7 separate regions of the Mus musculus genome follow, and all the other regions are linked to region 2. Evidence: chromatin contacts called from public Hi-C, HiChIP or PLAC-seq and Micro-C data. All regions are on one chromosome and are shown on one strand. The core of a region is the stretch at or near the end of the contact, and the rest is flanking DNA. Distances in the headings are between cores, read along the strand shown. Region 1 has its middle 180 kb from the start of Scn7a. Region 2 holds the start of B3galt1 (UDP-Gal:betaGlcNAc beta 1,3-galactosyltransferase, polypeptide 1). Region 3 overlaps Stk39 (serine/threonine kinase 39). Region 4 holds the start of Stk39 (serine/threonine kinase 39). Region 5 overlaps Stk39 (serine/threonine kinase 39). Region 6 overlaps Stk39 (serine/threonine kinase 39). Region 7 overlaps Stk39 (serine/threonine kinase 39).

Region 1 (3,401 bases), core at 516-3,015, 600 kb before region 2:
GAACATTTCTTCTTGAGACTAAAACTATTCCAATTTTTCCATTTTCACACTTGAATATGTAAGTTTCCCCAATGCCATCAAGTCTTGTACAATTCTTAAGGACCTATGAAATAGCTTTGATAAAGAAGTGTAGGTGTCCATCTGTAGAATGACCTCTTGTGGAAAACTTTGACCTCCCTGCAAAGGTCTAGTGTTCTGACTCAGGATGAGGTTTTACCATATTGGTTTAAGTCTAGCACAAGGCTGGAGCTCTAGTTTCCAGATGATAGCAAAAGGAAAAACTAACCTCTTAAGTTCCACCAAGGCAAGGTATGCGAATCCTTCATAATCCCTGCTTCACTTAAGGTCTGTCAGATGTTCTGGGCCAGAAGGCTAAAGATAGATGCTCCAGTGTTATAAAGAATATTGGGGACTGACCAGGCAGTCAGCTGCAGCTGTCTCTGCTTCTTCTGTAAACTTTGGAAGCTGTATTTCTGCTCTTCCTTCATACTCAAATAATATTTATTTCTTCCCAGGTCTTCTATGGGGTTGAAAAATAGTCATAGTCTTACTATAATCTTAAATTATTTAGGATTTCAAAAGATGATCTAAGCCTAAGAAAATGTTTTTAGTTTAATAATACAGATTAGGACAGAAAATGATTTAGGTACAGAGCTCTAAACTAACTAAGATAGGATAGAGGATAAAATATGTTATTTAAGTTGCCAATATAAATGGATTGGACATTATAAAGGTATAACATGCCTTATAGTTTTTAAAATTGCTATAGTCATATTTATTTTATATCTAAGAGGTAAAAGAGCCTTTTATTAGACTAAAAAAAGGGGAATTGTTGAGGTTTGGTCTTTTGCTCTGTATTGAAATGCTAAATGTTGTACCCTCAAGTACTCATTAACAAGAGAATCTGCAGGTAGACCCAAGTGACAGCATATGACCTTGCTCCCCAAGTTATCCCTGATTGATGAATAAAGATGCCTACAGCCTATAGCTAAGCAGAGTTGAGATAAGCAGGGTTTGGCATTTCCAGGTCTGAGAAGAACCATGAAGGAAAGAGGCAGAGGTGGGAAGAAGTAAAACACCATGGATTAGGTGAGTCATAAAAGCATAGCCATGAGGGCTGTCCAATTGAAGTTAAGAGTAGACCAGACAGAACATGGCAAATTATAACTTGGGATTATGGATAAGGAAATAGGACCTAACGATGTAGATGATAGATAATTAGCCAGCTCTTGTCCTAATTAAGGCTTATTATAAATATAAAAGCTCTGTGTCTCTTATCTGGTATAAGAATATGTCATGCCATGACACAGGGAACCTGCCAAGGTCCCAGATGCCTGAGAGCTGTGGCCTATATGAAGACAAGGATGGATGAGTCAGGGGAACCCTCATCCAGCCTGCCAGTGCCAAAGAAGGCCATTCAAATTCACAGAGGGTATGAAGTTGCCCTCGAATGACTTGGTCAGCCAAAATGGTGGCAGCCTTCTGAAAATCCTTACAGTTTCTTGAATCATCTCAAGAGGCATGTCTAGCGTAGAAGAGGATTTTCCCATAGGAAAAAAGATGAGAAAAAAAACTTAACTGGAAGACAAATACAAAACCAAATTTCAAAGACAGACCCAGCACTGTAGGTTAGACATCTCCAATGAGACCTGCCCAAGTCAGAAGGGGTAGTTTATAATTGAACCCTCTCTCCTGACTTGAAGAGCAATGGTGTGTCCAGTTTCTCTATTTTTGGAGGGAGGCATCAACAGAGGTCTAGACCAGACCAGAAACAAGGTCAAGCCAAGACAAACCAAGAAAAAGAAAGTTAGCTCCTCACAGAGGGACCAGCTGGCTTGGTGGTGTCCACACCTCAATAACTGAGGGGTGATAGAGTGTAGGGTATGATCCCAGATGATCCCCCTACATGTTGGGATCTAGGAGTCACCCACAGACCACACAGACTCTGGTCTCAAACAAAAAGATGGTGTATTGAATGCACACCCCAAGATTGATCTATCAGGGATGCAGTCTAGACTGAAGAGCTGAGACTGCAACCTCAAACATTTCCCAGGGCTAGTTTCTATAGGCAAAACCCACAATTAGCTCACATGCAGGTGCAGGGATGGTTGTGGGGTTGGATTGCTTTTTCTCAAGTGTTTTGGTATTTTTAGAAATACCAGTCCAGTCTGAAGTTTAATTTGACTGGTCCTAAGTAAAGGCTGCAGTTGGAATTTCCAAGAACAAACCTCAAAACATAACAGGATATGTGGTCAACTTGATCCTGTTCTGAGCCTAGTTATTTTTCTGTGTCAGCAGTCAAGCTATATTCAATGTCAGCAGTAATATGAAGTGGCTTGTGGTGCATGAGGCAAAATGGCTACAGTTATGCCAGGGAAGCAGGCTTCAATAGTACCAAGAGAAGTCACTACTTCTTTTCTACTCAACTTAACTACACTATAAGGAAATGATAGTCCAAATCATTAGGACACTAAAGACTTAAAAAAATGAAAAGTTCCTATCAGGAGCCTGATGAGTCATCTAATAAAGCTGTGAAAGTCAAGCAATGGAGACCTCAGGATGTTGGAGATGTCAGGACTATGAACATTCTCTGAGGAAAGCTGTAGGCATGGAGTGATGGATGCTTAAGAGAGGCTATGCATGTTGTGGAGTTGGAGGGGTAGTTGAGTTCTTCAAGTATTTGGAACCCTAACAATACCATCACTAGTTCCAGATGCATAACAGGAACTTTCAGCATCCCAGCTTTTTATTCCGGCTTTTGTCTGATTTTTTCCTTGCTATTCCCTTTAAAGTAGGAATATTTATCCTTTGATTTAAAATACCAATATTTTATTAAAGCATCTTATTTGTGTTTCTCTTCTAATGCTCACATATAAGGTACTGCTTTGATCTCAAAGGAAACATGGAGTTTTGAATTTTAAGCATTGCCAGGAATCTTTAAGTATTTGGGCTCTTCTGAAATAAGACTGAAGGTATTTTTGTGTTACTAGAAGCCATGACATCATGGGGAAATGAGCAGAAGGTTATTGTAAGATGATGATTTGAGTTCCCAGTTAACAAGAGGCGGAGTTGTGATGGTTAGTGTTAATTTACAATTTGACAGGATCTGGAATCACCTAGGAGACAAACCTCCAGGCACACTTGTAAGGCATGAACTAAATGAAGTTTGCCTGTGGTCATGCTTGTGGGAACTTATCCTGATTAGGTTAATTGATGGAAGATTTACCTTAAAAATGGGTGCCATTACTGTCTGGCTACATCCCAATTTAATCATGGTATGCAATATTTTTATTGTGCTACTAGATTTGATTTACTGAGGTTGTAAAGCCTTTATTTTATTTTACCTTTTTGCTCTGAAGGAAATTTTTACTATTGTGAAAGATAAAAAGAGAGTACATACT
Region 2 (3,571 bases), core at 338-2,837:
AGCCAGTTTGGAAAGGGATGGCCTAGCAAGATGGGTCAACTGGCTGAAGAGGAGGAAGGCACAGAAAACAGCAAAGGTCTGAATATTCTCTATACTGAAAACGTGGTAATAGTAGGCAAGTCTGTTGCGTAGTGAGCATCTTCTTTTTCTAAATGGTAACAAGTCCAAGAAGTTTGTGCATGGCTTGTTCTGGAAATCAAATAATAATTCTCACTCTGTCTGTCTGTCTGTCTGTCTGTCTGTCTGTCTCTCTCTCTCTCTCTCTCTCTCTCTCTCTCCCTCTTTCTTCTCTCTTATTTTTCTCCCTTCCCTCCCTCTCTCCCTCCCTCTCTTCCTTTCTAAAAAGGTAAATGAAGAAAAGAGTGGTGTTGATTGCAAAAACAATCGAGCCCCTTAATAACTAGCAACATGAATAACAGCATAGAAATAAAAAGAAAGGATCATACCGAGTAACAAAGTCATTTTTATCAGAAAATGATGTAGCTATGATTTTTTTCTTTTAAAAACACTCACAAAAAGCATTGTGAGGTGACTTTTACTGTCTCCATTGGAGAACAAGGGTCATTTGGAGACTGTCCCTTTCTTCTACAAGCCTTTGTGTAAACAGTTTTAATTTTGTTTTCCTTGTTTCTAGAAATTAAGTGCGGAAGCTTTTAAGTAGTCCTCTGGGCTGTTTTGATGGCGATTTTGGCATAACTGCACTGGAAAATTAAAATACTCTACAAGGAAAGATTATTAGTGTTTGAGGGAAAGATTAGGACAGGCAAGAAAGGTTTCTGTTTCCGTTTCCTATCAAACATTGTCACTTAATGTTCAGTCACATTCGCACACGAACTCTTAAAGCAAAACCTCTTGGATCAGTTAGGCTTGATGCTCTCCATATGAGTAAATAAAACCAACGTGCAAGGGCTAGGTAATTAACTAGCCTGCTCACACAGTCACTGTTTGGTTTCCTTTGGTTTTGTTTGGTTATTTTCCCGTAGTGGTTGTTCTGCGGGGTTGACGTTTCTATGGAGAGCAAACATGAAAGGTCCACTCTGCAAGGAACTTTGAAAAACGTTCCTCAATGTATCTCCTTCCTTGGACATCTCCAGGCTGATCACTAGTGGAGGTACCACTTTTCAGCTGCCAAACCTAGAAGGACGGGGGCGCTGTCTGGTGACTTTGCTTGCTTCCTTCAAGGCGGCGACCACCTCCAGGGATTCGCTCTCCAGTAGCGCCGCTTCTACTCGGGTCCCAAGACCTCTGCATAGTGATGCCAGGACACTGAACCTCCGTGCCAAGGCTCTGGGGACAGTTACCCGGGAGTGTCGGGTCATGCCAAGATGCTCTTCGAGGGTAGACAAAAAGCGCCCGGGGTCCACATTTGTGGGCCGGGCTTCTTCCCTGTGTCTTGGGCTTGGGCTTCGGGGCCCAAGTCCCCCACCCGTCGCCCCAGCCCTGCCTCCCCCTCCATCCCACACCCCAGCAGCATCCTCTCCCGGAAACAAGCCTGCTGAGCAAAGGCGGAGGCAAACCTTGGGCCTTCCGCTCTGATTGGTCTCCCCCCGCCGCGCGGGGCGAGGCGGCGATTGGCTGCCGGGCGTTGTCAGTCGCCGAGGCCAGAACCGTCGCCGGGGAAGCGCAACCCGGCTCCGGTGCTCCGGCTGCCGCCGCGGCTGCTCGGCTGGTGCAGCTGAGCGAGCCCGCGCGGGCGCCGCTGCCGCCTCCGCCGCCGTCCACCGCGCGCTGCCAGCACCGCGGGGCTTGCAGGAGGCCGCCGGGAGGGGCGGGCGCGCGAGCTGAGCACGAGGAGGCGGAGGCGGGGGAGAAGTGATGCTGGCGCCAGGGATCCGGGCAGCGGCAGCGGAGAATAAGCATCTTCGGGACCCCGGCTGCAGCGTCCCTGTGGCCCGCGGGCCAGCAGAACGGCCAGAGACGGCGCGTCCCGCGGGTAAGGTGCGGCTCTCCAGACCGCCTTGTAATCTTGGGGTGCTTACAAGCTCCTAGTGGCCGGAGCATCCGGACAAGGATGTTTGGGACCTAGACAGCGAGTTCTGCTGCCTGGCCAGGCTGATGCTCGCGCCGGTGCGGCTTCAGCTCCTGCCTTCTGGCTTAGGCAGTGACAGACTTTGACAGCGCGTGGATGGCATTGTGTGTGAGAGAGTGTGGGTATGAGTGTGCGCGCGCACACGCACGAGGTTTGGGGCACTTTGAAAGGAGAGGAGTAGGTCCCCTTTATGTAGACTGATGTCCTTCAAGGATCCGGGCTGGAATGAACAGGATGTTTTGAGCGCGCTGGGACGGAGAACTCGGTGCATTGAAAAGTCTCCTCTGGCATAGAAGGAGCCGGGCAAATTGAACTTTATTGCCTTAATGAAAAGGAGCCCTTGGGTCTAGCGCGCTGGGGGAGAAGCGCATTCACCGAGGCTCCCCAAAGTCTCACTTTACGCCAGGGACTTTGGAGCAGAAAGTAATGGTTGATCAGCCTTGCTGAAGCAAAGAGAAGTTGATAAGGGGCGAGGGCCAGAGGCTAGGCTTGGGGACTGGCCACTTATAGGTGGCAGAAACCCCGCGTGGGAGGCTCAGTTCACTTTTCAGGAGCGCAGATTTGGGGTGAAATGAATTCCACTCCAGAGGACTACGCCTTTGAGCTAAGGTGGTCGCAACTGGACAAATGGGCAGAGGTGGAGTGGTGCTAGTGCGGACATTGGAGGAATGTCCTGGAGCAGGCACTTCCTCCCTCGCAGCCCTGACAGGTGTGTCATCGTGTTTGGGACTGGTGTGTCCTGGGACAGATACTGGGAGAGCGGCTGCGCAGTCAGAAACTTCAAGCCTGCTGGGGTCTGGGCTACCAGACTTGGAACACGTTAATTCAAAGGGAACCAGGTTTTTATATCCAGCTTCTTCCAGGACATATGCTGATTTTTGTTTTTGTTCTTTTTGTTTTTCTTACATGTTCCGTTTTGTAAAGCCATTTCAAGTTCCACTTACACTGCAACCTTTCCGCAGAAGACCAATTATGCTCTGCTATTTCTGAGTAGTGCTCTCAGGCTGAGTCTAGAGCTCGCTGCTCAGGACAGTGATTCCCCCATCCCTGTATAGGACGCACAAACTTAACGTTAGAGACTTTTCTCTGGGATCTATTGTCTCCGTAAGGATCTCTCCTTTCGAAACTTCATGAGATATTTCAGCACCAAGGCACTTTCCCCTCTCTGGCTCAGCCCGGGAAAGACTGTGACCAGAGATGGGATTGCAGGAAGCTGTAGAGGTGGGGAGGGCAGCTCCCCTGCCTGGCAGGGTTGGGAAAACCAAAAACTGGCTCAACACAGGGATCTGGGATCTTGAACTGCCTACACCAATTTCCCTGTTTGAAGCTGGGTTATCTGTTGGGGAATCTAATGGGGATTCTGTTGTCCGACCACTGGACAAATTTCATAGACCACCACCACCACAACAACAATAACAACATGCCAGAGTGAGAAACAGCTTTGCTTGGGCTCCTTTCTGGTTTGCTTGAATAGTGAAAACGAAAGTATGGCACCCCAGAGGAATAGTGTGGGCAGCAAGGAGGGATCTGTGCAAAACCCCC
Region 3 (3,603 bases), core at 886-3,385, 690 kb after region 2:
GAGTGGTAATATTAGTATTTTCTAAGGTAAAATAAATGTATGTGCTTGGCTTGCATGTATGTCTCTGTAACATGTGCATGCTTGGTGGCCCAGGAAGTCAGAGGAGGGTATTGATTTCCTGAAACCGGAGTTATAGGCGGGGCCAGCCACCATGTGAAAGCTAGGAATTGACTCGAAACCCTCTAGAAAGACAAACAAAACGATCCCAACTACTGAGACATCTCTCCATTCCCAACAAGGTTAGTTTTAATTTTGTAAAAATGTTAACTATTCATTAGAGTAAAAAGTATACCAACTTCCAAGCAGATAAGATAACCAAGCAAATCAGAAAAGCAAAGGAGAATAATAACATTGTGAAGCCACAGAGATTGAGGAACAAGGACAGCCCGCATTAGGATACTGAAAACAAAAAGTAAAGGTGGCCCCCATGTGAATAGGGCGAACCTGGGATGCTTATGAACAATGCTAATTCCTAGCCTCTCTGCCCAGGACTCCTGCTGCTGGGACTTGAGGTTGGAGCCTGGAAGTTCACACCTGTAAGAAGTGTAAGACGAGATCATGATACAGGAATCTCACTGTCTGGACTCCCCAAAACATCCAAACTCAAGAACATCCTAGTGGAAAAGACGATTTCCTTCCCAAAAGTCATGTGATAAGAACGAGGCGGAGAGAGGGTGAAGGGAGAACGGCACACAAATGCAAACCAAACTCCTGTTGATCATAATTTCATTTTAAAGGGAGCAGCGATGTTGTCGCTGTCCTAAATCATCCATTCATGTGCTGCTCCAGGGGTAAATCTGTGAAATGGGATAACGTGTATTTCTTTATCCACCATATTGAGTGGTAAGGATGAGAGAGAGCCCACAGCTGAGAAGACAGGTCCCAGCACCAGAAGCACAGCATGAAGAGAGGCGGGCGCATGCCATACAATGATAAAACCCCACGCTCTGAGGCTCCACACGTGTGTCTTCCAGCTGATGGGTGTGAAGGGCTGGCAGGGAGCAAGCATTTCTGCAGACTCTTACAAAGGAAGCCGATTTTACATGCAGTCCTGCAGAAAATGAGTCTTTCAGAAAATAATGAACAATATCTCTCAAAGTCCTCAGCCAACTTACAAGGACATATATGTATTTTCAAATAGGCCATATCTATTTATTAGTATTAAGTATTAAATTTTAAAAAACATTATTTTCATAAAACATTATTAAAATAAGCTTCATAACATCCTGGCTCAAAATGTGTCAGTAATATTGCATAAAATAATGCAGAAATATGTCTCCCCTTTTAGAAATAGACATTCTAACATCTGCTTTCAAAATCCACCTAAAGAGAGCCCAGGCAGGGTGGCAGAGAACCCTAGTGACAGCAGTCAGCAGGCTCACACATGAACCGGCCCACCCGCCTCCAGTCCTCAGCTCGGGCATCTGGCCCCTGGCCTCTGCACTGAGTCTTGCAGGCTGCCTGCCGGTGGTGGGCAGCTTTGAGGAGCACTGCATTCTCCTTACAAACCCCATTCCTTTATCCAACTGGTGAGATACCAAAAGCCATTAAAGAAAATGACAAAGACCTTGCACAAGTCCAGTGCAAAATTTAGAACTACTTTTATAATACAGAGAAAGCCACGTGGCTCTGCGTAGCCACCTCCTAGGGAGACTTCTTTTCCCATGGGTAACTAACTGATCCTCAGGGGTGAGAGGGGATTTTTCTGAGTTCTCCCTATCAGTTTTCTTGGTAATCCTCTTTAAAATAACTGTAACGAGGACTCCGCTCTTGTCTATTTACATTTTATAGCCAACCTAGGCAGACAAGATAAGCAAATTTATACATGCATATCATCTACTTTCTTTTTGCCTCACGAATTTACTTTTTTAAGCAACAGCCAGCCAGAAGGCAGTGCTGTCTTCTGCATGTCTATTTACACAAGGCCTGAGAGTGTTGCCTGCTTCTTGCCTAAGGTGGTGTTAACTTTAAACATAACAGGGGTGGGTTTATGATTTCCACCTACGAACAGTGCATAAATTTTGCCCTACCCTTGTTCTCCATGAAAGCAGCCTTTCTGGGCTGTACAGCGGCCTTCCTTCAATCCACACTGTGCCGTGTGAAGCTTTGCGCTCTCCAGGCAGCTTACCCCACAGCTAGGTAATCAGACTTTTGTAATGTGTGTTTGCTCTGCTGTAGTAAAAGCCATGGCACCCACTGCTCCATGCCACGGGGCACTGCCTTTTTCAGCTCTTTCATGCTACCGTAAGCATTTTGCCCAACTCAAAGGAGAAACGCTGATGGGAAAAAACAGATTTTTAATCTATTTAAATGTTAGCTCTGTTATATCACAGAAGCTGAAGAAAAGCGAATGAAAGGCTATTTTATTTTCTGCGCAGCCTCCCTCATATAAACTTAGTTCATTTTGTAAAGGCTACTTGAATTTTACTATCTTTAAAATAAGATTCTGAACATGCCACTATAATCTATTCACTATGATTCTTTTCTGATGAAAAGGTTCTGAGATAGCTGTAGCTCCCAGAGCAGAGCTACAGACACGCGTTTGTGGGGGAATTCACTTCAATCAAAGCACTTCAGCAGTGATCATGGATCAGCCCAGAGCACAGATAAAATCGACTGCCTTTAAGAAACTAATGTTTAAGCCGGGCGTGGTGGGCACACCTTCAATCCCAGCACTCGGGAGGCAGAGGCAGGCAGATTTCTGAGTTGGAGGCCAGCCTGCTCTACAAAGTGAGTTCCAGGACAGCCGGGGCTACACAGAGAAACCCTGTCTTGAAACAACCCCCCCCAAATAAATAAATAAATAAAAATAATAAATAATAATAATAAAATAAAATAAATAAAAAAAAGAAACTAATGTTTAGCTTGGTGTGGTCAAGCACACTTTTAATGCCAGTACTTGGGAGGCTGAGGCAGGTGGGTCACAAGCTTGGGGTCAGCCATAGTGAGATGTTACCTGATAACTATCTAGAAATAATAAGTGAAGGAGAGAGGGAAGGAGGGAGGGAGGGAGGGAGGGAGGGAGGGAGGGAGGGAGGGAGGGAGGGAGGAAGGGAGGATGGGAGGGAGGGAGGGAGGACTATGTTCAAGAAGAAATCCTACAAATAGTAACATAATTGAAAGGCATAAGATGCTATATATGAACAGACAAAGTAGAAAGTATGAAGCAATGAAGACAGAGCCGGGGAAGGGGAGTTAGGGAAGGCACTTTGGCAAAGCACCCGGAGACACAGGGCAAGCCTATGTGCACGTTCAGAAGGGCCATCCTGGAGGGCAGGCAAGTGTAGTTTGCTGGTGTTACAGGCTGGTGCGGCTGGCAGGTGTGTACGTGGTAGAGAGAAGAGCGGTGGGTTTGAAAAGTGATTGGGACATACATGGAAGGGGTGCACGCCACTGGTCCCTGGGTGGAAACACATTCCAGGGTTTGACTGAAGCATTAGTGTAATCTGGTCAATTTTTCAGTTGGGATGTGACTCATACACAAGTGTGTCCTTTGGAAGTTCATGACTCGGTGGTTTGGGGGACAGTCTCGAGATTGCATATCCATTACTGCTCTGAATTCCAAAGTATCCATAGCATCCAAGGCAAACAAACCCTCAGAGC
Region 4 (3,741 bases), core at 444-2,943, 910 kb after region 2:
TATAAATGTCTATAAAGACTATAAGCAGCCTTTGCATACCAAAGTACATAATTACTACACATATACACATTTCTGCCTATCAAACACACAAATAGATACATACATATATACATATATATGTATGTATATATTTATGTATATTTATGCATTGCTGGAAGTCTCATTCACACACGACATAAAAGGGGTTCCTTTGAGTGTCTAGTGAAATTATATTAATTATGTTAATTATAATTGTTCAAGGGAAAAATAGAGAAATCTTTTTTAAATGAAAGAAAAAGATAACTTGAATTTCCCCCCGTCCCCATCTTTAAATATCAAGATTATGAGCCAGCAACATCCCCAGTCCAGAGTTCATAAGGTTATATGATGGGGCCCACTTTGCCTGGCAGCATCGGTGAGGCACAAAACTTCTAAGTGAATGAACCTTTAGGTAAGGTTCTAAGCTAGAGGACACCACAAATATCCTGGCCCTACACGTGTTTGGCTCAAAGAAAAGTAACGCGGGCTTCTTGCCTTTCGACTTTGCCAGGTATTTAAAAATGTAAGATAAGATGGTATTAGTGAGCTGCCTAGGAGACACCGAAAGGCTGGGCGCGGATCGTGGACAGCCTCGAGTTTCACCCCAGCAGATCCTCCCGGAGCAGGGCAGAAGGCCAGCGCGGCCGCTCACCGGCCCCGGGGCTGGCAGCAGGCGGCGCGCCCGCAAGGAGGGAGGCAGGTACCGGGCGCACCGCGCGCAGAGCCGGGTTGCAGGGCGAGCATGCGGCGGCTGTCAGAAGAAGGCCAGCATCCTCCCTGGTCTGGGCAGGCGCCTGGGCCTCTGCCACTACTACGTGGCTGGGCTACCCACCGAGAGGTCATGGCAGGAGGCAGAGGCGCGGCTGCGCCCGCAGGGTCTCCCAGGACGCGTTTCACCCAGCACGGCGCGGGGGCGCGGAAGCCCAGGGCGGCGCCCCCGCATCCCCACCCCGCCCAGGCAGCCCATCCGCGTGGTCAGCGGCCACGAGCTGCGGCCCCAGGGCTCGAGGGGGGAGGAGGATGCGGCGTTACTGGGTTCCAGCTCCGCCGCCCCGGCGATCCGGGAGATAAAAGTTTGCAGCCTGCAGCTCGTCTGCAGTGCGAGTCACATCCGCCGCGCCACCTCCTGCAGCAGCCGCGCTCAGGGAAGGAAGGGACAAATTAAAAATTAAAAAAGACAATAAAATAACTGTTGAAGCCGGTAGGCCCCGAAGCCGGCCGCTCTGCCTCTGGGCGTGCAGGCAGGCAGGAGAACCGCATCCCGCACCCACTCCCGCCCAGTCTCGGCGCCCGGCCTGGACCGGCCCCGCAGCACCCTCCGCACTGACCGATAACCTCCTGGAGCTCGTACGCGTCCCTGCAGATGGGCCAGCCGACCGCCTGAGCTGCCGGGGCCGGGGCTGGAGCAGCAGCTGGAGCCGGGGCCGGGGCTGCGGACGCCGCCGGAGCCGGGGCCGGGGCCGGGGCTGGTGCTGATGTCGCGGCCGCCGGGGCCGTCGCCGCCGCCGCTGTCACCGGGGCCGCCTGCTGGGAAAGCTGGACGTGCACAGGCGAGCCGCTCGGCTCCGCCATGATGCTGCGGGAGGAGAGTGAGGGGACGCGCCGGCCGGCGGACGACCTTCCACTTGAAACTTCCCTAGCCTCGTCGCCCACACCTCTCGGCCGGCGCACGCCCTCCCCGTCCGCCGCAGCCGCCGCCGCCGCCGGAGCCTGCCACGAGGGGAGGGAGCCAGCCGGAGGCCGAGCGGGGCGGAGGGAGGAGGCTGCGCCGCGGAGGCGGGGACGGGAGGAGGCGGCGGCCGCCGCGCCCGCCGCGCGCCCCGATCCTCGCGCGCACGGTGCTCTCAGCGCCGAGGGGAACCGCCGCCCCCTCCCGCCCTGCTCGCCGCCAGGGAAGTTTCCACGCGCTGGGAGCCGGGCGGCTTCGGGGGGTGATTTCGGGGCTTGCCCCGCTCCCTTCCTGCCCTGCCGCGCCTCCGCCCTAGACAATCGCACTCTCCCGAAGAAGCCCCCCTGGGACTCCGAGGGCGGGGTCGTTGAACGGCTGCCAGATTCTCAGCCTGCTAACTCTCCCCGAGCGAGCGAAAGAACCTGGAGTTCTTTTACAAGTTAGCGAGGGAGACACCTACCTACACGGCGTCGGTTTTGTAGGACGCCGGTTAAAAAATAACCCAACTTGTAACTTTCCGGCGCTTTACCTGGCAGGAGCCCTTTCGCACCTTGCCTAATGAAATCGCCAGTGCTGCTCTGAAATGAAACCCGACTCCCTAAATCCCCGGCTTTCTCTTTTGTTCAAAGACACTTGGACCCTAGGAAGGTGATGTCAGGGGCAGTGAAGTTACAAGAAGTAGAGAGGAGAAAGGAGTGTAACAAAATCAGAGCGCAGGCCTAGCATGCTATGGTTCTATCCCCAGCACTTTTTATGTGCTTAAAACCATGCTCGGAGGTAAAGTGCCAGCTTAATACACTTAAGGTCCTTGGTTCGATACCAAGTACAAATGAATACATAAACAGTCACATTAACCCTTTAAGACCCTAAGGTCAGACAGCAAGTTTCTTGACAGAACACTATGAACCTACTGGGGCATAAATTAACTGCAATGGAAAGTTTTGAATAAATGCTGCTTTTTCAACACTCCCCAAATTACCTCATCTTTAAAATAGCTGTGGCAAAACCAGAGATTTTTCTAATTGCAGGTGTCACATTTGAATGTTCAACTCTCATCCCTCACAGAGGTGACCACTATTAAAAGATTCTTGTCTCAGGCTGGAATGGTACTCTGACTCAATAGGCGTATTCGTTATGTGGCTGACATTAGGCTGGCTGGTTCTCACGAGACAGCCAGGCTTGAGAAAGAACAAAGCACAGGAGAGCCATGAAACTCTTAAAGGGATAAAAATAAAAATCTCCTTAAACTCTTTAAAAAATAATTCAAAAGAAACTTAGACATTTGCTAGGAGAAAAACCAGTTGTCTGGCAAAAGCAATGACGTTAACTGTTTACTTAACCTCTTAGGGCACTATGGGACAGATGGATAAACTAGCAACTAGCATGACTTGCTCAAAGAGCTAATATTTATGCTGCTAAGAACTTGTATTTCCTTTTGTGCAGATATACTATTTTTTAAAAAGCCAGCATATTTGTTTTAATTTATGTCAAGAAATAGACTACTTCATAAACAAACTCTAGGCCTCTGATGAACAGGGCAGTTATCCCAAGTCACTGGTTACCTCTCCCTGAGCTGCTCCCATTTCATCCAAAGAACTTTTAAGGACTGCTTTTAAAGGAAAAAGAGACAAGATTAACAGAGCATTCCTCCACGTTGTCATATGAAGTTATGTCTTGACTTTTGATCGTGAAATGGGATTGTGAAGGCCAGGAAAGCCTTTAAGACATGCTAGGAAAACATGATTCACAGAATCGAGGCAGCAACCCCAGACCACTTGGTTTCCCACAAAGAACGACTGTTCCCTCCTCAGAGGCCAGATATCTGTCCTCAGCCAACCACTTTCTAAATGACCACCAGGGAAGCCATTTGTAAGAATTCTCATGAGCTCAAGGCTGTTAGTGCTTTTCAACTGAAGATTAGGTTGCAACAGAAGACTGGAAACGCCAATGTTCTGGCCAGGAAAGGAATCTTCTTTTTAAAAAAATCATCTGGCATGAAACTTGGCTGAGGTTACCAGGGTATAGAATGAGGTATGTAAAGAGCGAGCACGGAC
Region 5 (3,719 bases), core at 943-3,442, 760 kb after region 2:
CAGCCTTTACATCTAACTCCCAGCCATCATGCAGGCATGGCTACACCCATTCTTTTACCTCAAGCTCTCAATTCTGTGTTCATTCTGTTTGCCCTCCATCATTTATCCGCCTCTGCCTGTGTCTGCTCTCTGTTCTGTCTTAGCCATAAACATAGCTGCTTCTCCCCACTATGCACTGTCACAAAATGGTGTCATTGTGAGTCCACAGGCCTCCTCCTCAGCCGCCCTTTCCATCCTGAAGGATGACTTCGGAGCACAACACGTCTGAGTTTTGATTTCCAAGTCCATGGCTGGATATAAGCACCTTACCAAGGCCTGAAAACTAAATTTCAGAGTTCTCTATGAGCATCTTCATTCCAACAATTCTCCAATGTTATCTGATTTAACACCTCTAGATTTTGCCTCACGTCAACCACGTCCATCACAGCAGCCAAAGGGCATGATCAGCTAAAGCTGTCAGCAGGACTCCTGCCTCATGATAAACACCCAAGACCTGAAAGGCGATATTATTAATAGAATTAATTCTTCCTCACAGCCAAGTCTATCAAGCACCTCATTTTGCAGCTTTTACCTCTTCCCCTCCCACAATGCACTGCCACCACCGTCCCCCTCAGCACCGGTGCTGCCTTTCCCAATAAGCACAATGAGAGCTTATCTCCAAGCCTCCATATTTGTCGAGCAGTACACACTTACTTTCTCACTCTGACCCCATGGGATGACTCCAGGCATTTAACATTCAAATCTCTTGAGATTCTGTCCTGACAATACACTTTCAGGACTCACTCTCCACTCTATCCCTTTAGACACACCATAGCCGGGGTGTATAAAAATTACATTCTTTCTTGCCTCTGCTAACTCAAACTTGCATGACACGTACTTTGACCTGACTTGTCTGTCCATGTTCTCAGATACTCAGGAGGCTATGTCAGGGAGACAGATACCTGAAGGCCTCTGTGGGTTATGAGTTCAAGGGCAGCCTGGGTAACCTAACTGGAGTCCAGCACCTTTGCCTGAATCTGACTGATTTTTGTAAGCTAGTGCATCTCTCGGGGCTGACAGAACGAAGCAGACTCGAGAAAGCGCCGCTGCTAAGCCTAGGTCAGGAAAAAACAACGATGTGGCTATATACCCTATACGTTCATTCATGGAACTTCACTGTAGTCACGTAAACACTTGTGGCCAAGGTGCTCAGGAACCACACAAGCATCCTGTGTGTGTTCTGCAGGTTCTGGGCTACCAAACAGCTTCAGGAAGCCCATGCAACCACAGCTCTACGAGGCCAGACAGCAACAGGCCGAGGATTTCCCTAACTCCTGACCCTTGGGAAACAGGAGATCTCCAAAAAGAACTGCTGCTGTCTGAAGCCACTCTACTTATGGTCATGTGGCACACAAAAGGAATAATCAAGGTAAGGGCTGATAAGGAATTCATTCAATTCCCTTTCCCCTTCTGAACACTGTGACTCTTTGAAGATGAGCAAGTTGCATTTGTTAAGTCCCACTATGCCCGACCACAGACCTGACCGTACTTTACTTCTCAAGTAGCTTCTTGCAACTGTAGATGCGCTGGGTCTAAAATAAATCCCATTTTAATTCACACTTACAAATTATTTCCATCTGACCATGTTATTGCACATTAAAACATCAAGAAGGAAAAAAAATAGCTTATTGCTATTAGGCTGAGATAAGCCACTTCTGCTAAATTTTGGCCCTTATCCTCACTGATTCCTATTAACACCTTTTAAACTCCAGCTCGCACTGCCCTGAGAAAACCTAGCATCCCTATCTCTACAGCATAAATCGCAGCAGAGCCGGCGATTAGAAAAGCCTGGGAAGATGTTGGTAAGTTAATAATGGGTGCTTCCAAACACTGAAGGACACCTAGCAGAACTTCCTCATAAACCTGTAGCGTGTTCTACTGTGAAAATTAAAAAAATAAATAAATGCTGCTGTTCGTGTAGAGACAAAAGAATTTTGTAACTTTGAAAAGCCAACATGAAAGGGTAGCGCCTTCAAAGAGAATGTAGGGAAGTCTTTCAAAGAGGCAGCTCAGAACAGAGAGGCAATTAGACTTCTTATTCTGTGTTAATCCCATCAATTTCCCTATATGGCATTCCTCCAAGTGAGGGTGACACAGAACAATGACAGCCGCTACCAGCCACGAAAGGAAGCAGCATCCAATTTTGCAACCATTGTCTTTGCGAACCGAGGCTTCTGCTGGAATGCGTGCCAAGCTGATATGTAACTTCAGCTAATGAAGAACAATGGGAACGCTCGGCCGTGGGGAGACAAATAACTCAAATCGGGAAGACACCCTTCTCATAAAGCCAAGGGAAAAGGAGAGAATAATGTTTGGCTCTGGCACAGAGAAGAAGCTGCCTGGATTCTGCAGCAAGTTTAAAGGGAACTCAATTCCACAAGGAGAGCTGGGGACTGAGAAAGGTGAGCCTGCAGGCTTACTGTAGCTTCCAGAGGGCAGTTCCCACTGTCTTGTGTCAACCTGGGTATACCGCAGTCCACAGTCAATCAAAAGGTAATCTAGGTGAGGCCATGGAAGGTGCTGAGTCTATGTGATTAAAACCCACAATCAAATCAAGGGAAGTTACCCCTGATAAACTGGCTGGCCTGATCCAATCAGTAAAAAAGCCTTCCAAGCTGGGCCAGGACTCCTCTGAAGAAACTGCCCCGGGCACAGCTTCTATCCTGCTTCAGGAGCCCAGCTTGCCCCTTGTGATAGGCGGCTCTGTGGACGCCAGCCTACCCTCAGCAGTTCCACAGTTGAATGCGCCCACTCTGTGTGTGTAGTAATTCTCTTTCTGGGTCTCCTACTGGTTCTGTTTCTCTGGCTGCTGCCTGACTGAACCATTTACTACACCTTACAACCACGTTACTGGGATTTACAAAAGGCAGGTACCCAGCAAAAGAGCGATACCAGTGCTGGCATCCTCTGGCTTTTTGCTAACAGAAACGGTTAGCATCCCCAAGTGGAATCCTTAAGGAAATGGAACAGAGGAAAGAGTAAAATGAGAAGTGACTAAAGTACATGAACCACGATAGCTTAGGTGACAGGTTCATGCTATGAGAAGACACCTACCAAGATTAGGGGCTGAGTCATTGGTTCAAATAAACCTATGTTCAAAGAAGACAGTCAACACTGCTACCTTGGTAAACCTTTCACCGAGAATAAGCTTTGATTAATGACAGGGATACAGTCTGGAGAGATATCCTGAAAGGACTGTAGCCATGCAGGGCCTAGTGAACATGACACTGGGCAAGCCTTGCTCTTTTCCCCAATTCCCTCTGTCTTGCTAAAAAAAAAAAAAAAAAAGGCGGCGGGGGGGGGGGGGGGGGAGTTAGATTATATTCCTAAAACGAGACACCACACCGAGGTCTGTTCTCTTATTTGGCCACTTCCTCCTCCTGTGGTGACCACCAAGGTCCAACTATCAAAGCATTGAAGTCCAGCAATCCAAAGCTCCCTTTGGCTCACCTAGTTAAGGTATCTGATTAATCCTAACGCAGGGTGATACCCTTCACCTTTATAAACTGCCATTTTCCTAAGGGCCATGCCGATCTCCTCTCTACCCAGCAGCACAAACACCCCTCCCCTCTCCCTCATTCCCTTCTCCTCCATCCTCTACCTCCTGTCTCTTATTCCCTGCCCTTTGTCCTTCTAAGGCAAATGAATCTCCTCTGTGCTGACAGCCTGGTCTTGGACTG
Region 6 (3,392 bases), core at 278-2,777, 730 kb after region 2:
TTAGCAGCAGCTAGAAGGGTAGAATATAAAACAGGAGAAGGGAGAGAGACTCTGCAAGAGCAGCAGAAAAGAAAAAAAATATGTATGAAGGCATTTGTTGAAATTTCAGGATGTTGTCAGTCAAAGTATCAGGTGATTAACACTGACTTAAATGTCACCCAAACTTCTGAAGGTGTCTCCTATTTTTAAGATGTGGTTTTGCATGCAAGGACATCAAAAGGCTTTGTAAGAGTGGAGCAAGAGCTCATGGAAGACGTGTGAATCTCAGGATGTGACCTACCCCAGTTCAGCATGAGAGACCACCTGCTAATCATGTGGTCGGACTGACAGTGGAATCATGATAAAGCAGGGCATCCCCTGCTCCATGCATCACTGTGATATTAGGGCTCTGTTCCTGGCACCAACTGCTCATGCAACATGGCACAGTGCATCCCCTGAAAAGACCGAGGAAACTATAAATGTGCATGAAGGATTCTACTTTTTAGCTACTTAAAGGTCAAATAAGTACAGTGCGTTAGAAGAGCATAGCTTCAGTTTTTTTTCAATGAGAAAAGAGGGGATGAAGAGTATGGTTCTGCTAGGTGTCTTAGTGAAGAATTCTATTGCTGTGAAGAGATACCATGATTATGGCAATTCTTATAATTTATTGGGGCTAGCTTACAGATTCAGAAGTTTAAACTGTTAGCATCATGGTGGGAAGCATGGCAGAACACAGGCAGACATGGCACTGGAGAAGGAGCTGAGAGTTCTACATCTGGATCAGTAGGAAGCAGGAAGAGAGAGAGAGGCCCTGGGGCTTGGCTTCAGCTTCTGAAACCACAAACCCCACCCCCATCCCCCAGTGACACACTGCCTCCAATAAGGCCCCACTTATTCCAACAAGGCCACATGTCCTAATACTTTCAAATAGTGACATTCCTTGTGAGCCTGTGGGGACAATTTCATCTAAAGAAATGATAGTGCCACACTGGGGAGCACACTGTCACAGAGAAGTCTGGAGAAGGAAGCATATTTTGCTGCTTCTTTAAAGAGTAAGCATTTGCGACTAGAGGTAGAAGAGGCACTAGATACCGGTGGAAACACTAGGGGAGAAATCCAAACGGAGTATCCACATTAGATGAAGGATGCTCAAGCATGCACACACTCAGTGTGGCTTCTCTGCTATCTCCCCCACAAAAAAGGTCATCAGACTCTACAGTACCGACTCCAGACTTATTTTAGATGCAAGTATTTAAAAGAACAAAGGATAGAAATTATACACATGTACCAACCTGGCTGGAGATTTTTATGGCTCATATCTAGTAACTGTGTTTTGGGCTGTAATATAAAATACCAAAGTCCAGCTTGTCCGTGTACAGGACAGACAGCATCACATGGTTCCTGCCCCAGGATCACAGCCTCCAAGGGTGTTGATGGCTGCTATGCGCATAAGGCTTGTTTGTGTAATAATGTACATGATTCCAAGTTCCTCCTTTGAGGACTGTCCTTCTGCTAAGTTTAATGACTCCATGATAATCAATGACAGCATGAGTCCTGGAGTTGAGGATGTGGCTAATGCCTCAGCAAAATGGTAAATGCTGAGACCTTCAGGGCAGTCTATAAGGCTGTGGGAAAAAGTTCTGAAAACTGAAGTTCAAAAGTATATAACTTCTCAACTATGTAAAATATAAAAATGCAATATGATTTCTCTAATGAACAGGAGCAGCTGTGTTATGAGCCAGCTTGTCAGAAAGATACTAAGGAAAAAGATGAAGAGATTTAGGGAGTGGCGATCACAGGGCAAGATTCCACCCAGCTAAGTTTTTTCATTTGCGCTTACAGAGGCAGGTGGATCCCTGAGTTCAAGGTCAGCCTGGGACAAAAGGAATTTAGGTCTGGGCTCCAACTTGGTAGGAATGGTAATTTCAGGGTGGGGTCCCACTCAGTTAGCTTACCCTCTGTGCTTAACAAAGGCAGACATATCTCTGAATTCTTTTGCAATGTTTTTTTAAAAAATGTGTGTGCTGTCGTCTTCTAAGAATCAAGGTGTTAAGGTCTTGGGATGCTGATTCATGGAATAATCAAAAGAGAACCTGGGGTAATAACTGAATTAATATGTAAATAAAAGACTGGGCTTCTGACCTACAATAGATGAGCTATCCAGAGAGTTTTTAGAATAGCCAGAGAAAGCTGTCTCAATACACAAAGGGAGAGCAGTCTGGCAACCCATGATTTAACTTCAAGTCGTCTGTTTGCCAGTCTCAAACATCCCTCCCTCAGAATCCCTCTCCAAGCCAAGAGGCTTGCCTTGGCAATTAAAAACAAAGAACTGTCCATATAAGCAATCCTGTGAGTCACGATATAAAAATTCAGTAAATGTGTCTGTTCTTAAGAATCAATTTTTTCTGTGTGTGAAATGGGGAGCTATATAAAATACTAAGAACTCAGTCAATTTCCCATCTCTTTCAACTATCAAACCCTGCATGGCAGCTCCTAATACCCCAGGGTGCTCCAAGAAAACCAGGGCAGGACTGGTTGGTTATAACATGTTATTTAGAAATTACCCCCCGACCCCCGCCACCGCCCAAAGCAAAACTTCAAGATGAGCCCCAATCTCTGTGTTCATCTTCTGGTGAGCAAATCATGAGTAGGGCATCATCCATTTCTGCAGTTTGTCAGTACAGGCTCTTTAGTTAGATCCTGCTGCAGGACTCAGCCACACAATGATGTCTGCTGCTGCAGGGATGTTGGCATTCACAGATAACCCATGAGCCACAACCAGCTCTTCGAGGGCCCCATGTGCTCTGACTCTGACTCGGTTATATAAGTAAAACTTCAGTGCAAATGTGATTGTTTTTTCCTCAAGCATCAATCACTGTTGCACAGTATAAGCAATATGTAATATATAATGTATGTACAGTGCTTGAATGTGTAAATGTTTGTGTGTGTGTGTGTGTGTGTACACGTGGAGGCCAGCTGTCAACCTTCCATATTGTTCCTCGGGAGTTTGGGTTTGTTTTTGAGACAGGGTTTCTCACTGTTCCCTAGGGTTTGCCAACTAGACGAGGATGACTGGCCAGTGAACTCCAGGGATCTTACCATCTTCATTTTCCTAGAGCTGAGATCACACATACAATACCACATCGAGGAATATATGTGTGTGCTAGGGATAAAACCCAGGTCCTCTTGATTACACAGCATGGGTTCTCCAAAACCTGAGAATTCTTCAAGTGACAAATAACAGCTGCCACCACTGTGTCAGAGATTGAGCCCAAGGGCTTGGGTGGCAGGCAAGTGCACTACAGCTCCGTAACATATATGTTTAAGTACTGTAGGTCTTGACTCATTCAATTAAAACATAAATAAACTAAGACTAGCCAGCATATGCTGTTTAACAAAAATAAAATAAAATG
Region 7 (3,737 bases), core at 289-2,788, 800 kb after region 2:
GTTCCACTGTCTATGCCAGGGGTATTTCAAAGTCCCGGGATTAAAAAGGAAGAAACAGATTCAAAATGACAGTTGTTCCCGTGCAGGGCAGTAACATTAAGACTACAGAGTAAACACTAAGTTCATTTAAAGCCATTTGCTTCCGCTCACAGGATTAATCTTTCTAGGTAAACTTTCATCTGCTGCTAATCTGTTAATGGCACAGACAACTTGTTCTGCAACTAAAAGGAAGCGCATGCAAAATTCAGTAACTTGGCCTGGTTTAGACTGGAGCTAGCCGGATGTCCTGGGAGGTCAGCTCAGCCTACCTAGTGCAGGTTGCAAGCTCGGCTGCCCTCGCCCCTGCCAGCGTCTTCTGACATCTGCTTTGTCACTTTCTCTTGGTGACAGTACCTACTTGCCTACCCCAAGCAAGCAGGATCAATTCTTCCTCCACCTCCATGGCTTCTTCTTCCCCCCTCACCCTCCTCCAGTCCTGCCCCCTCCCCCTAGTGCTACACCGGCTTCTCCCCCACCCCCACTCCCCACCCCCCACCCCCCCCCGCAGCCTCAGGCTTCCTCCCACTAACAGGATGGTGCACAGAGGCCAGACTTAATGTAGGTTCTTCTCATCCACAAACACAGCTTTGCGGAAACTCAAAGGCCGGCACTCGCTCCCACTCCAAAAGTGGCATACCTTTTGGAAGGATCTTTCTGAAGACACAGTGACAGTAACTTTCTGAAGGACTTGCCGTATTTTTTCATCATTTCTTTATCCTCTACACCAGTTTCTAAAGTGGGCGGGTCATTTTGCAAAGTCAGCATTAGCACCTGCAGCCAAAACAAAGGAGGAGCCGCCCTCTGTTGAATGACGGTGGAAGTTTCAGCGTTTCCACACAAAGCACTGCAGACGTGCTTCCCCCATGACTTTAATGGTCCTAAGGTCGCGTGCTGAAAGGGACACACTTTTCCTAGCATATCTGCCCACGCCCTCCTTATCCTTTGGGTTATTCTCAATGACAGAACTTATAAAATTTGTTCTGTGCGTTAAGAATGGTCTCTCAAAGCCACAGGAAAAAATCTTTCCTGGGAAGTCGCTGGCTCTCCCGGGACCTCAGGGAACACGTAGCTGCAGCACAGGCTGATTGGGAAAGAGTGGTGGTCAGGAGACAAAGGGACATTCAAGTGTGAAGGCCATTCATAAGCAAAGAACCTGATATACTCCCCCCCCACCCCCCATCCCCCACCCCCCCGCCCCCGCAACATATCAGCAGCAGCCCTAAAAATAAAGCCAGGGCTTCCCAGGAGGTAAAGGGAACACAACATGAGAAAACTGCTATAGGGGACTGGTTAAAAAAAATGAATAAGATACTGATGGTCGGGATCATAATCATAAGTTACAAAAAAAACTAAACAAAGTACAGTTTCAAGTCAAAAAGGAAATAATTCAACTTTCACACTAAGCGGAGCATTTATTTAAAAGCGAGTAGACTGTATAGCATGCTATTGACCTACAAAATGAATGAACCTCCTTAATGCATAAATCAGGCCTAATTTATGCAAATGCTCTATGTGTCAAGACTCCTTTGGAAGACTTTGAGGCGTGTGAATAGATGGATGTTAAAAGTGACTGTTGTCTGTGAAGACAACAGCCAGAAGGAGAATGTGGCTTCCTGTGAGCTCCTGAAAGAAGTTCCCGGTGAGCGACAAGCTGGGATTAACAAGTGCCTCTCCAGACTCATGTGGGAAAAACAGGGGAGACCGGGAGACAAAGAAACAGAGAACATAAATGATGGATAAAGGATGAGGTTCTCGAGTTCCTCTGGTATATGTTCCATTAAAAAAAAAAAATCTCTTCTATGTTTTACATGTCAACGTCAAATTTTCTGCTTAAAAAAGATCATCAAGAGGTGCACATACATGCATTGAGTATATCATTGACATTTTAACTATATTAAAATCTTAGACAGAAATAGGCATAAAACAGGGTGTGGGGCGTACACTCAGCAATACTATCTGCTCTGCCTGAGGAAGTCCTGGGAAAACCATTAAAAAAAATAGGGTTTATTTTTTGTTTTGTTTTGTTTTGTTTTGAAGTAGGAAAGTAACACCACTAAAACATTAACAGAGATCATTTGTTCTTTGCTCTTTCTATTGGCACTATGAAGTTTCCTACAATAAGAAAGTACATGGAGGTGCGGGTGGGGGTGGGGGGCGGGGGAGTTTGGAAAACAAACAGGGTTCAATCCCAAACCTCACATTCCCTAAGCACTGGCTCTATCCCTAGGCTCCACCCCCACTGCACATTTTATAAACACCGCTAGAGTTAGTGGATCTATTTATGAACAGATTTCTGTCCTTTTAAAATTTCTAAAGACGAAAAGTTGAAAAATAAAACCAGCATAGACCAGAGTTTTGATGAAACATCTTCATCATTTGCCCTGAACAACGGCAGCCTCAAGACAAAGTCTACTTGGGGGAAATTAGAAACGCTGCCGCTATCTCAGAGGTAGAGCAGATAGGAGAATAACAAAAACCTGAAAATAGTACCCAAAGTATATGGTGCCTCAAAACACCGTGACTCACTCCATCAGATGAGCCACAACACCACGCTCTGGGCGCGGGCTCAAAATGGAATAGACGATCTTTATTTTCGAAAGAAAAAAGGAAGCAGCCTGGGACCCATCTGCAAATGGAACAGCCCTCACTCTAATACACTCTTAGACCGTGCTGGGAGACCTAAGATCATCCTGCTCTTTCAGGAGTCGGTAAGGCAGAGGCAGGCAGCTAGCTGCTCGACACTGCACTGAGGCAGAGCGCCTGGCATGCACCAGTTCTGTCAACTCAGCACTAGAGAACGTGAGTCAGCCTTCAACTTGGCCGAATTCCCCCGAAAACCCTCACAAGTCTAAGCAAAAAATAAGCATGTTCAGGAGATCTGAAGAAGCTATGCCCCCCCATCCCCACCCTCCACCAACCCATCACAGTCCCAACCCTACGAGTCTCCCCAGCGTCATTACTTTCATTGGAGGGTATTTGTGGTAAGGCGCTGCTCCGGTTGCTAATTCAATGGCAGTTATTCCAAAACTCCACATATCAGCCTTGAAGTCATAGCCTCTCACCTAAAAAGGAAAAAGAAGATGAAGAAAACAAATCACTCACAATCATGTAGCAGGCCTGTTACACATCAGTACATCTACTACTGTGTCAGATAGCCAAAGCTGTTTATAAAATGTCAGTGTGGCTTGCTAAGGGCTAGCTAGCAATCAGGAATTTAAATCTACACTGTATGTATGACATGTTCTACGATAATAATTGATTGAAATGAAATATTAACACCTGCATGCAGTGCATCAGATCTGTGTTATGTTAGATTAATTAGACACATTCAATATAGCTATATTAGCCAGGCGTTGTGGCACACGCCTTTAATCCCAGCACTTGGGAGGCAGAGGCAGGCGGATTTCTGAGTTCGAGGCCAGCCTGGTCTACAAAGTGAGTTCCAGGACAGCCAGGGCTACACAGAGAAACCCTGTCTCGAAAAAAAAAAAAAAAAAAAAAAGCTATATTAGTGATATGTATTCCTGTACTATAACAACCAAGGTAATATTTTTTTTACCTGTTCCATGACTTCAGGGGCCATCCAACATGGGGTACCAACAAATGTTTTTCTGACTTTATTCCGTGTAACATCACCCCCTGTGGCTAAGAATGCGCTTACTCCAAAATCTGAAAACAACAACAACAACAAAAAATCC

The links. Hi-C and Micro-C count contacts between places; a contact is called where the count stands out from the background. HiChIP or PLAC-seq counts read pairs in DNA pulled down with a chosen protein or histone mark.
Region 1: an H3K4me3 HiChIP or PLAC-seq map of the 230-238 cell line shows a contact between it and region 2, with 9 times the contacts expected there. The contact joins the enhancer-like site here to the promoter of B3galt1 in region 2. A contact is called at or near these places in 7 of 484 Hi-C or Micro-C datasets (the N1E-115 cell line, cerebral cortex, cochlea and 3 more) and 16 of 115 datasets of contacts at active chromatin or transcription factors (the 230-238 cell line, astrocytes, craniofacial prominence and 11 more).
Region 3: a Hi-C map of cerebral cortex shows a contact between it and region 2, with 7 times the contacts expected there. The contact joins the enhancer-like site here to the promoter of B3galt1 in region 2. A contact is called at or near these places in 3 of 484 Hi-C or Micro-C datasets (the N1E-115 cell line, cerebral cortex and forebrain) and 9 of 115 datasets of contacts at active chromatin or transcription factors (astrocytes, craniofacial prominence, embryonic basal ganglia and 6 more).
Region 4: a Micro-C map of embryonic stem cells shows a contact between it and region 2, with 2.6 times the contacts expected there. The contact joins the promoter of Stk39 here to the promoter of B3galt1 in region 2. A contact is called at or near these places in 5 of 39 promoter capture datasets (cranial neural crest, hippocampal neurons, liver and 1 more), 4 of 484 Hi-C or Micro-C datasets (the N1E-115 cell line, embryonic stem cells and stem cell-derived neural progenitor cells), 6 of 115 datasets of contacts at active chromatin or transcription factors (astrocytes, embryonic forebrain, embryonic stem cells and 2 more) and 1 of 9 other capture datasets (embryonic stem cells).
Region 5: a contact with region 2 is called in an H3K4me3 HiChIP or PLAC-seq map of forebrain, with 6 times the contacts expected there. The contact joins the enhancer-like site here to the promoter of B3galt1 in region 2. A contact is called at or near these places in 1 of 39 promoter capture datasets (neural stem cells), 1 of 484 Hi-C or Micro-C datasets (embryonic fibroblasts) and 13 of 115 datasets of contacts at active chromatin or transcription factors (the 230-238 cell line, SST interneurons, acute myeloid leukemia and 10 more).
Region 6: an H3K27ac HiChIP or PLAC-seq map of embryonic stem cells shows a contact between it and region 2, with 5 times the contacts expected there. The contact joins the enhancer-like site here to the promoter of B3galt1 in region 2. A contact is called at or near these places in 11 of 115 datasets of contacts at active chromatin or transcription factors (craniofacial prominence, embryonic basal ganglia, embryonic forebrain and 8 more).
Region 7: a contact with region 2 is called in an H3K4me3 HiChIP or PLAC-seq map of embryonic forebrain, with 7 times the contacts expected there. The contact joins the enhancer-like site here to the promoter of B3galt1 in region 2. A contact is called at or near these places in 1 of 39 promoter capture datasets (neural stem cells), 19 of 484 Hi-C or Micro-C datasets (the AtT-20 cell line, cranial neural crest, embryonic fibroblasts and 9 more), 18 of 115 datasets of contacts at active chromatin or transcription factors (the 230-238 cell line, acute myeloid leukemia, embryonic basal ganglia and 9 more) and 2 of 9 other capture datasets (embryonic stem cells and pancreatic islet).

Annotation. Positions count from the first base shown.
Region 1 is chr2:66,964,441-66,967,841 of GRCm38.p6, forward strand. No RefSeq gene overlaps it. Among named protein-coding and RNA genes, the nearest start is that of Scn7a, 180 kb to the left of the region's middle. Within about 2 kb of position 1,766, at least 3 of the 459 cell types and tissues checked have an H3K27ac peak or open chromatin away from gene starts, as enhancers often do. A contact at or near this core is called in the 230-238 cell line, where this site is marked.
Region 2 is chr2:67,564,102-67,567,672 of GRCm38.p6, forward strand. B3galt1 (UDP-Gal:betaGlcNAc beta 1,3-galactosyltransferase, polypeptide 1) reads left to right here and starts at 1,588. Exons shown (of 6, transcript NM_001379327.1): 1 at 1,588-1,933.
Region 3 is chr2:68,255,731-68,259,333 of GRCm38.p6, forward strand. The region is part of intron 16 of Stk39 (serine/threonine kinase 39); the gene reads right to left. Among named protein-coding and RNA genes, the nearest start is that of Stk39, 210 kb to the right of the region's middle. Within about 2 kb of position 2,136, at least 18 of the 459 cell types and tissues checked have an H3K27ac peak or open chromatin away from gene starts, as enhancers often do. A contact at or near this core is called in cerebral cortex, where this site is marked.
Region 4 is chr2:68,470,288-68,474,028 of GRCm38.p6, forward strand. Stk39 (serine/threonine kinase 39) reads right to left here and starts at 1,694. Exons shown (of 18, transcript NM_016866.2): 1 at 1,347-1,694. The coding sequence starts at 1,590. Gm13596 (a long non-coding RNA gene) reads left to right here and starts at 2,677. Exons shown (of 4, transcript XR_866392.3): 1 at 2,677-3,718.
Region 5 is chr2:68,318,714-68,322,432 of GRCm38.p6, forward strand. All of the region lies in intron 10 of Stk39 (serine/threonine kinase 39), which reads right to left. Among named protein-coding and RNA genes, the nearest start is that of Stk39, 150 kb to the right of the region's middle. Within about 2 kb of position 2,193, at least 44 of the 459 cell types and tissues checked have an H3K27ac peak or open chromatin away from gene starts, as enhancers often do. A contact at or near this core is called in forebrain, where this site is marked.
Region 6 is chr2:68,296,709-68,300,100 of GRCm38.p6, forward strand. The region is part of intron 14 of Stk39 (serine/threonine kinase 39); the gene reads right to left. Among named protein-coding and RNA genes, the nearest start is that of Stk39, 170 kb to the right of the region's middle. Within about 2 kb of position 1,528, at least 8 of the 459 cell types and tissues checked have an H3K27ac peak or open chromatin away from gene starts, as enhancers often do. A contact at or near this core is called in embryonic stem cells, where this site is marked.
Region 7 is chr2:68,365,398-68,369,134 of GRCm38.p6, forward strand. Stk39 (serine/threonine kinase 39) reads right to left here. Exons shown (of 18, transcript NM_016866.2): 6 at 3,599-3,708; 7 at 3,000-3,101; 8 at 677-810. Among named protein-coding and RNA genes, the nearest start is that of Stk39, 100 kb to the right of the region's middle. Within about 2 kb of position 1,539, at least 31 of the 459 cell types and tissues checked have an H3K27ac peak or open chromatin away from gene starts, as enhancers often do. A contact at or near this core is called in embryonic basal ganglia, embryonic forebrain, neural progenitor cells and 2 more, where this site is marked.